Linked DNA regions of Triticum aestivum: region 2 is linked to region 1. The links are chromatin contacts, called in public Hi-C maps. All regions are on one chromosome and are shown on one strand. The core of a region is the stretch at or near the end of the contact, and the rest is flanking DNA. Distances in the headings are between cores, read along the strand shown.

What was found. Hi-C and Micro-C count contacts between places; a contact is called where the count stands out from the background.
Region 2: a contact with region 1 is called in a Hi-C map of leaf, with 7 times the contacts expected there. The contact joins the promoter of LOC123132008 here to the promoter of LOC123132006 in region 1. A contact is called at or near these places in 2 of 5 Hi-C or Micro-C datasets (both in leaf).

Annotation. Positions count from the first base shown.
Region 1 is chr6A:58,620,783-58,626,042 of IWGSC CS RefSeq v2.1, forward strand. LOC123132006 (protein SENSITIVE TO UV 2) reads right to left here and starts at 1,256. Exons shown (of 26, transcript XM_044551752.1): 1 at 835-1,256; 2 at 296-446. The coding sequence starts at 349. It overlaps LOC123132007, which reads right to left. Exons shown (of 2, transcript XM_044551754.1): 2 at 2,164-2,848. The coding sequence ends at 2,612.
Region 2 is chr6A:58,767,549-58,772,804 of IWGSC CS RefSeq v2.1, forward strand. It overlaps LOC123132008 (polyubiquitin), which reads right to left and starts at 2,376. Exons shown (of 2, transcript XM_044551755.1): 1 at 2,179-2,376; 2 at 249-1,426. The coding sequence starts at 1,426. The coding sequence ends at 509.

The sequences.
Region 1 (5,260 bases), core at 6-2,505:
AATCTGAGTAGTAAAGAAATGTGCACTTCTTCTGCTATAATTTTTTAATATACAATACTTACACAAAGTGTCCTCTAATTTGGGTGTAAAACAAAGTTACTGTCGTCTTAATAATCATCATTCTAAGTACCATTAGGTGCTTGAGACACATCCAAACTATATACACAGAAACACGGGAAGGAGCACGAAAAAAAAAACAATCAATTTATCTTTTCGAGCAAATGGTCAGACCAAACTAAGCACCACAAGACAATCCATTCATTCGAAAAGATGAAGATGCGGCGCAATCAGGCACCTGTTCTGGTGGCTTCGAAGCCTTAGGCGGCGTGCTAGGATCGTTGCTCCCCATCGGATTAACCAGCAGAGCTTCCGGACGACCAGCTCCACCAATCACTCCATATCAAAACCAGTACACCGACAACTCTGGGTGGCAGGAAGACCTAGAGCTGCAACAGAAAGGAAATCATACATTGTAGCAGCAAGTAAAGAGCAAGTTTTATCGTGATAGGAGCGAAAGGTTCGAGAATTTCGCAGGCAGGGCAAGATTCCACTGGCCAATCGAGCAGTAAGCTAGAGCGATAACAAGGAAATCACACTGAAACTCAAGAGAGAACTCCAAGGCGCATTACGCAACACCTCAAGGATCCACACCAGCTAAAAATTCTGACGAACCGCCGAACCCTATCTAACTAACCCTAGCCGATTCGGACGCAGAGCCGGAGCCACGTCCATCCGGCGCACGGTTCCAAACCCCCCAGAGATCAGAAATCCGCGGGTCCCTCGTCCAATGCGAGTGATGCGCCACGTAACCCTTCCGAGTGTTTCAAAATTTACCAGCAGGCCTCACCGGGCTCGGGCTTGGGGCGCGAGCGGCTCGCCGGAGATTCGAGGGCCGGCGCGACGCGACGCCGGCGAGGGCACGGCCACCCACACGAGCAGAGGAGCGGCCCTCGCCGAGACCAGCAAATGCGCGGCGGCGGGGGAGGGAGGGGTGGGGGGTGGAGGAGGGATTGGGAGGGAGGGAGGGAGGGATCGAGGAAGAAGAGATGGAAGCTCCGCGGGGGGCGACTGCGTGGACCGGGTTCACGGCGGACGGCGGGCAGGAGGACGCGGGGACGGGCCGCTGGCGCGCGGGGCCCGCGGTCCAGGCGGGCGGTGATTGGTGGGCCGGGTCCACGGGCGGATATGGCGTGAGCAAGAGCAGCAACTGGCTGGGTAGATGGATGGATAGGCCGGGAGTGGAGTGGCCCACTTGGATGGATGCTGCGGCGGCAACAACCGTCGCCGGCGCCATGCTGGCCTGCCCATATCCTCTCCCTCACTCTCTTTCTCTCAACTAGGAGTAATTAATCATTTCTTTGGCCATGTCATATCAATTATGAATCCTTAATAATGCAAAAGGATGGAGATAAAACTATTTTTTTAAAGCAACTTGGGGAATGGGTGAGGGTTATAAGAGTGGAAACCGAAGAAAAAAAAAAGGAAGTATGACTGCGGTGTCACGGATTGTCGAATCTTATAATCAAAGCACGTGGGATTTTGCGAAATTATCGCCCCGGCGGCAGACGGCAGTGGATATATGAAAGTTATGTCCTGGTCGGGTTGTCAAGAAATCAGGGTTTAAGGTTTAGGAGGATTATATTTCACATGAGTTTTTCCACTGTGAAGGGATGGAGATAAATTTAGATTTTTATAAGAGCAACTTGCTGAATGAGTGAGGGTCCTAAGAGTGTGGAATAAAGCAAAGCAAAAAGGATGTATGATTGCGGTGTCATGGTTTGTTGGACCTTAAATAGAGGAATTCGCAAAATCATTGCTGCTTAAGGTCGCATTCATCACACCCCTTTATTCTTGAGGATCATCGCACTGGCGACGACGAATGCATGAAAGCAATGCAGGGGTGTCGATGAATCAGGGTTTAAGGTCTAGGATTATATTTGATAGGATTTTTTTTGTTGACTAAAACTCATTGGAAAGACCCTTCTTTTGCTGTTTCTACTGTACAATCAAAACAAACAATGCTTCAAGCTCAGGGATGTATAAAATTCAAATCAACATCACATTACAGTCCCATCAGTGAAATCAAATAACAGTGCGACAAAAGAAAGCTTTGTGGTCGTAGGTAGTGGCAGTCTATGTTGTAAATACGATTATCACACAAAGTTGATCACGTAAACAAAATCATCATAAATTCATAATCCACCATTACGGATCCTAGATGGCAAAAAAATAAATAGACCGAGAACAGCAGGCAAGAAAAGGGATCTCGCACAAAGTCATCAGCCCTTCAGTTCAAGGGTTTAGTTGGTTGCTCTATTTTGAAAGTACACGTCCCCCCCTTTAATAATTCAGCTTTGTCTGCTTTCCTCTCACTGCTCAACAATGTACAGCTACTAATAGTGGTACAAGGGATCTGATCAGCCATGAAACCAGGCCTGATCCCAACACACTCAACTGAGAATGGTGCAAACCAGATCCACTCCTCGGAGGCTCCAGACGGTGAGGGGCACAAGGTAAAGCTCCTTTGCTCCTTGGGCCGGAGGGGGAGTGGATGACAGTTCTCGAGGCGGCAGCCGAAGGCACACTACAACCCAGGCTTGCGTTTACACCTTCACACCCACTGGAGCTGCCCTTGGTGCTCCACGCAATGGCGGATGTCGCCGTCGACGGCGATCGTTTGCTTCCTCATCGCTAGAGCGGTTGGTCTCGTGTTGTATTTCACCTGGAACCTTCCAGCTGGGCTCGCGTCGTTGTTGTTCGAGCTTTCGGGGAGGACCTCGTCCAAGAACTCGTCGGCGACGTCGCCATCTTCGTCAATCCTTAACCTCCTTGTATACCACCGGAAGCCCTGGTTGGATGAAGATATGGCATGAATAAATTTGTATTCAAACAACACAATGGAAACAGCAAAATCTCAGGCAGTTTACAACAATCACAGGAATTTCACATTTTAGCCATGATACAAAAGAAACATTTTAATGTGTTGATAGCACAATCATCCAAAAAAAAAAAGAACAATTGATGGGTAACAACTGACATCCTGTATTGCATCACTAGAGGAAACAGTGATGTGTTTTGTCATTTGTTCATCAAGAGTAGGCAAATAACACCAAATTTGGTAGCTACAGTGTACAGAAAAACCATGGGCTTGTACAACATACAGAATACTCCACATACACTCTTTTTAAGATCTTCCGACCCACCCATGAACCAACCCACAGAGCAAGCACTCACACATGCACGCACACAAAGCTAGTCTAGTGTCCTACAACAGATTTGGTGATCAGTAATCCCTGAATGCTATCTTCAAATTCCTGGCGTTCAATACCACAAATATTTTATGTAACTTGCAGAATAAGGTATATTAGAATAACTGTGGCCCTTGATCCAATGTCAGACCTGGGCAGATAACAAATTATTAAACCACATGTGTGGCCTTTATGCTTAAAATGGACATGATCACTTGAATGACATATGATGCATATCCAAACTCATATGTGTAGTAGTTATATCAACCATCAGTAATCGTAGCAGCAGCCAGATTTCCAAGTCCACATCAAACTTTGAAGAAGTGTCTAGGCACCACTCAGTGATGGATTTGGGAAATTCTGTACATTATGCATTTGTGTACACTCTAGTGCAAGAAGAGTGCACTCTCCAGGCTAACTCATATCCGCTATCCAATACCATAGACGATCACATAAATTATGCATAACAAAACGGTAATATCGTATTCACAGCAAAAAAACATTTTTAACAAAGAACAGGGGAACAGCTCTATTTGCACTAGGCACTGTAAGGTGCATCTCTATCCTGGGATTGCTGTAGCACATCACCAGTAACTGCTCAAGGATCAAACAAGGGGCGCTCCCAGACTAAACACTACCAAAATCAGAACCAAAAGGTCTAATTCCGCATAACACATTACACATCACATAATCCCAGAGTCAAATCCGATGATAGAGTAGGCTAAATGGTCATACCAGATCTAATCAGACTAACAGGATTCACGTCCCGAAGTGACTCTTAAAAGAGAAATAGGACGACAACGTACTGAAGGACAACAACATACTGAATAGTAAATTGTGCTTTTGAGTTAAATAGACCATAATTGCATAAAAACAATCAACGCTCAGCATTTTTTTTAAACTAACATTGAATACCAAAAAACAAAAACGGGTAAACTCATCCTGAGTTAATTATCCCTTTTGGCCCTTGCCATTATCAAAAAAGTATTGGTGGAGTATCAATTGCACAATTCTTACAGGCACTAGAAAAACACCTAAACCAACAAGTCAACAGCGACCACCAGATGAGCAATTCCATTAGCTAGGACCTAGAGCTGGTAATTTTGAATCACTACTGAACTTGGATAAGTACCAAAAGCAAAAGGACTCGAATTCCAAAAAATGCTTAGCTAAGCTGACATCCAGGCCGCTTATCGAGCAGCCTATGGACAAAGATGCCCTGCAGATGTGTTGTTACTTATGCAGTACAAGCTTCCGTGGCAAGCTCAGTGACTTCTTGGCCATGATCTTAGGCCAGTGCTGGTGCCAATTCTTGCTAAACCAAGATGTGGTCCTGTTTCTAAGCAGGTGCCTGTGGAGGCCAGCATGGGCATGGCATCAACACACCCCACTGAAGCAGTCACATCAAGCAGAAGCAGAAGTAAGGGTTTAGAAACAAGAGCGTTACTTGCGTGCACATGTGTTCTTTAGGACGTGAAGCCAAAGCTTGGAAAAAAAAGAGTTGTGCAGGCCTCATAGAAAATGTGGACTTCAATTTCAAGAGTCCATTGCCAACTTGGTCCATCACGGTGCTAGAACGCCGTATGAAGAATGCGGAGAACGTGAACAAGAATAAAAATAAGAAGGTTACCGCCAAGGGGAAGGCAACCACAACTACCTAATAGACGCCACTCAGTGCTTTGTGTCATTAGCATAGAATTTGTAGTGGCAGTCCTCGTCAATGGGTTGGTTTCTCGGGATTTCATTTAGTCATTGTGGGCAGTTAGATGATGCTAGTAGCCATGTTTCGTGGGCCTGCATGTATGGTGGGGTGGGGGACAAGGTGCACCTATACAATGGTCAATGGTGCTACGCTCGGAATGTGACCAAGTAGGTGCGGCCGGCGCCCATTGTTTCTCTTTTGATTAGTAGTCTGCAAGCCATGTAAGTGGATGTGTTTGTAACAAAATTTAATCTTTACTTAATGAATGGACAGAGGTCCTGCTGGTATCTCTAAAACATGATAAAGTATG
Region 2 (5,256 bases), core at 1,126-3,625, 150 kb after region 1:
GTAAGAGGCTGTTTCCAAGACTTACCCGTGACCTCATGGTCACAAAGCAGCAGCTTTACCACTGCGCCAAGTCTCCCCTTCCATCATGAAAAATAGAAGGATAGATAAAATTCCAATGGCCATTGGACATGATTCGATCCCTAAGTAAATCGACAGAGGAACTACAAACCGATGCACAGGATCAGAAGAGAAGATCCATGAGAAGGCCACATTTGAGAGAGCATGAGAAGATCCTTGAGAAGACCACATTTCAAGAATTTCCTCAATACTTCATGACCAGTTCAATGCAAGAATCTGCCGACAAATAGCAACACAAGTATGGCAGGAACAACACAATTACACACGATATTAAGGGTTCACTTATTAATCATCCAACCTCCAAAGCCACTCACATCATTAAGTATGTAAGCACAACCAAACATAACAGAGATAGAAAGACGACCAAAACAGAAACTGAAAACACCATTGAGTACACCGACGAGACAGAAGCAGCGCCATGAGCAGGCACTTACTGGCCACCACGCAGGCGGAGCACCAGGTGAAGGGTAGACTCCTTCTGGATGTTGTAGTCTGCCAGGGTGCGGCCATCCTCAAGCTGCTTGCCGGCAAAGATCAGACGCTGCTGGTCCGGGGGAATGCCCTCCTTGTCCTGGATCTTCGCCTTCACATTGTCAATGGTGTCCGAGGACTCCACCTCCAGGGTGATGGTCTTGCCGGTGAGCGTCTTGACGAAAATCTGCATGCCTCCACGAAGCCTGAGCACCAGGTGGAGGGTGGACTCCTTCTGGATGTTATAGTCTGCCAGGGTGCGGCCATCCTCGAGCTGCTTGCCGGCGAAGATGAGGCGCTGCTGGTCCGGAGGGATGCCCTCCTTATCCTGGATCTTTGCCTTCACATTGTCGATGGTGTCCGAGGACTCCACCTCCAAGGTGATGGTCTTGCCGGTGAGGGTCTTGACGAAAATCTGCATGCCTCCACGGAGCCTGAGCACCAGGTGGAGGGTAGACTCTTTCTGGATGTTATAGTCAGCCAGGGTGCGGCCATCCTCCAGCTGCTTGCCGGCAAAGATGAGGCGCTGCTGGTCCGGGGGGATGCCCTCCTTGTCCTGGATCTTGGCCTTCACATTGTCGATGGTGTCCGAGGACTCCACCTCCAGCGTGATGGTCTTGCCAGTGAGGGTCTTGACAAAGATCTGCATGCCTCCACGGAGGCGGAGCACCAGGTGGAGGGTGGACTCCTTCTGGATGTTGTAGTCAGCCAGGGTGCGGCCATCCTCGAGCTGCTTGCCGGCAAAGATGAGGCGCTGCTGGTCCGGGGGGATTCCCTCCTTGTCCTGGATCTTGGCCTTCACATTGTCGATCGTGTCAGACGACTCGACCTCAAGGGTGATGGTCTTGCCGGTGAGGGTCTTCACGAAGATCTGCATCTGTAAATACAAAGTAAAATAAACCCAGAGTAAGGAGCAGTTAAAAGGAAACATGAGGACATTAACAAAAAAGTACAGAGAGAGATGAAATCCTAGCTACAAATCAACAAACATCTCAATATAAAGTTGAACAAACAGACTACACTAGCAAAAATCCGATATATCAATACAATCTTTCTTAGCCTGGTGAGAAGGACGATTAATCTAAATTCTAGCAGATCTATGCTCAAGTTGGGCACAACAATCTAGAAAAGTGTAGAAGAATCAACAATAACAATATCACGAATTTCAGAGTAGAACCGACAGGCAACTACGAGGCTGAACAATGAATAAGCTGGTAAACAAATCCAGAACCAACAACCTACAAGAACCCAGCATAAACTTGGCAACAATCGTACGGAACCAACCGGCTACACAAGCCTAGATGGACCGAACCAACGACGGTCGGCAGATCTACTGGATAATCCATACATAATCGCGGTGGGGATTTAATAACAGACGAGCAGAATCACCTTAGTTCTACAAGAACACGACACGCAAACTTGGCAACAAACGAGCGGAATCAACCGCAGCTACACACATCTAGACGGACCGAATCAACAACAACCGGCGGATCTACTCGATGATTCGACGCATGATCGAATCAACAGAAATCGATCAACAGATAATAGGTCTCCAGCCCGCAGATCTACCCAATACTAGAACATAGAGCGAGCGGAATCGAAAGGCGGAGGGATCGGAAACTCGCGTACCTTGAAGGAGCGTGAGGGGCGCTTGTCTTCCGATCGGTCGAGGATTTTCTCGGTGAGATCGCGGAGAGGGGATTGGATTTGTTTGGTGGACGGGAGAGGAGAGGGGGGCGGGGATTTTGTAGTCGGGGAGGGGACGCCGGGTCAGACGGGAAGGGAGGAAGAGTCCCGCAAGGCTGCGGCACCGGTGACGTGTGGCGTGGGAACAACCAGCCGATAAGATTTTTTTTCCCTCTGCTATATATTTTCTCGCTTTGTTTTTATTTTTCAAAAACTAGTCAATGGGTACGTGCATTGCATGTTAATTTGAAAATATATTAAGTGCATGCGGATATTAAATAGGATATTTTTTGCGTGTTACTATGTAATTAGCACTATTTTTGGCATGAAATTAACTGCACGCTAAACGTGTTGAACACTCGACATTGAAGCAGTTTAGGTCGTTGGATTCACATGATTTGATGGCCGAGATTAATTAGATCTGCCCGTTTGGGTCTTTTTATATTGGTATAGATATAGATGCTAAACGTACAGGCACCTACCGGCCCTTACGGGGACCTTTCCAACAAACTAAACACTACCCCCTGATTCTTAGGGGGTGGGGCCTGCTTTGGCAACTAAAATTCAATCACAAACTTCTACGTCACATTGTTTTCAAGTCAACCTGTAAAAGCCTGTATATAATCCTGTACGTGTAACATTATTGTTTTTTACCTATCAAGCAAAACGATAGCCTGTTTCACGGTATACATCATCTACAGCCGCGGACAGCATTCCAACCCCTCAAACACCCGGACGCGTTCGTCAGCACGGACCGGTCATGCCTTAAATTTTTTTTCTTTCCACACCCGCATATCTCATATCTCGCACCCTATATACATACTACACATGTAACGTAAGAGTTACTCTACGTGATCAGACAACGCACAACGAAATCGGCATCAAACAGACAACTAAATGCACATAAATGAACTATACATCATCTAAAAACATCGGAGTTCATCGTCAGACAAGTTCTTAACTTCAACAGCTAAAAAACGACAATAAACATAGGAGCAGGAGCGTCTTCATCACTTCCTCGTCGGGCCTTTCCCCTTCCGGTCGCCGGCATAGTTGTAGGTGTCCGCGGCTGTGGAGGATCTTAGTCGTTGGAGGAGGAGGTGGAGTTGTAATCGTCGCCGTCGTCGGAATCGAAGAGGATGCTCAACCCCTTCATCTGGAGGACGACCTGGTCCCGCTGCCGCTTCAACTTGGCGAGCCGAGCCGCCTCCTTCGCCTCACGCTCCGACTCCTCTGTGGCAAGCCAAAGCAATTTTGTGTCCTTCCGCCATAGGTGACGAGTGTTCGTCTCCGCCATTGTGAGCGACCGGCGGTAGACCCAAGCAAGGAGCCGCTCATCCTCATTAGGCTTCGGTGACATCCCACGGCGGTGGCGCATGGTACATTCATTTTGCATCATGCTTTTATATTGATATTTATTGCATTATGGGTTGTTATTATACATTATAGCATAATATTTATACCTTTTCTCTCTTATTTCACAAGGTTTATATGAAGAGGGAGAATGCCGGCAGCTGGAATTCTGGACTGGAAAATGAACAAATCCGAGAGACCTATTCTGCACAACTCCAAAAGTCCTAAAAATTTACGGAGAATTATTTTGTAATATATAAAAAACATTGGGTGAAGAAAGTACCAGAGGGACCCCACCAGGAAGCCACAAGGGTGGGGGCGCGCCCTACCCCCTAGGTGCGTCCCTTGCCTTGTGGGCCCCCTAGCAGGCCTCCGGTCCTCATCTTCTGCTATATGATGTGTTTTGATCTGGAAAAAATCAAGAGGAAGCTTTCGGGACAAAGCGCCGCTGTCTCGAGGCGAAACCTGGGCAGAACCAATCTAGGGCTCCAGCGGAGCTGTTCTGCCGGGAAAACTTCCCTCCGGGAGGGGAAAATCGAAGTCATCGTCATCACCAACGATCCTCTCATCGAGAGGGGGTCAATCTCCATCAACATCTTCACCAGCACCATCTCCTCTCAAACCCTAGTTCATCTCTCATATCTGATCTTTGTCTTAGAACCTCAGATTGGTACTTGTGGGTTGCTTGTCATTTCCTTCTGCTCCTCGTTGGGTTCGACACTCTTACTTATCGAAAGGACTACAATAGATCCCCTATAATTGTGGGTCATCAAGACTCTTTTCTGGCGCCATTGCCGGGGAGTGAAGCACCTTTGATGAGTGGAATTTGGTAAGGAAACATTTTATATTACGTGCTGAAATTTACTGTCACTTGTCGCTATGGAAAATAATCCTTTGAGGGGTTTGTTCGGGGTATCTTCACCCCGACCGGAAGAACAAAGAGTTGCTCCTCAACCTACTGTGCCTACCGAAAATATTTATTATAAAATTCCTCCGGGTATGATAGAGAAACTGCTGGCTAATCCCTATGCAGGAGATGGAACATTACATCCTGATATGCATCTAATCTATTTAGGTGGAGTTTGTGGATTATTTAAGCTTGCAGGTTTGCCCGAGGATGCTGTCAAGAAGAAGGTCTTCCCTTTATCTTTGAAGGGAAAGGCATTGACTTGGTATATGCTATGTGATCATATTGGATCTTGGAACTTCAACCGATTGAAATTGGAATTTCATCGGAAGTTTTATACTATGCATCTGGTTCATTGTGATCGGAATTATATATACATATAATTTTTGGACTCGTGAAGGAGAAAGTATCGCTTAAGCTTGGGGGAGGATTAAGTCAATGTTATATTCATGCCCCAACCATGAGCTCTCAAGAGAAATTATTATTCGGAATTTTTATGCTCGACTTTCTCGTAATGATCGATCCATGCTCAATACCTCTTGCACTGGTTCTTTTATGAAGAAGACTATTGAATTCAAACGGGAGTTATTGGAAAGAATTAAACGCAACTCTGAAGATTGGGAACTCGGCGAAGGTAATGAGTCAGGTATATATAAACCTTAAGTTTGATAGAACTTTAAATAATCATGACGATATCCAGGCAATGATCATTATATAGGCATCACGTCCAAGATTAGTAGACCGACTCTTGCCTGCATCTA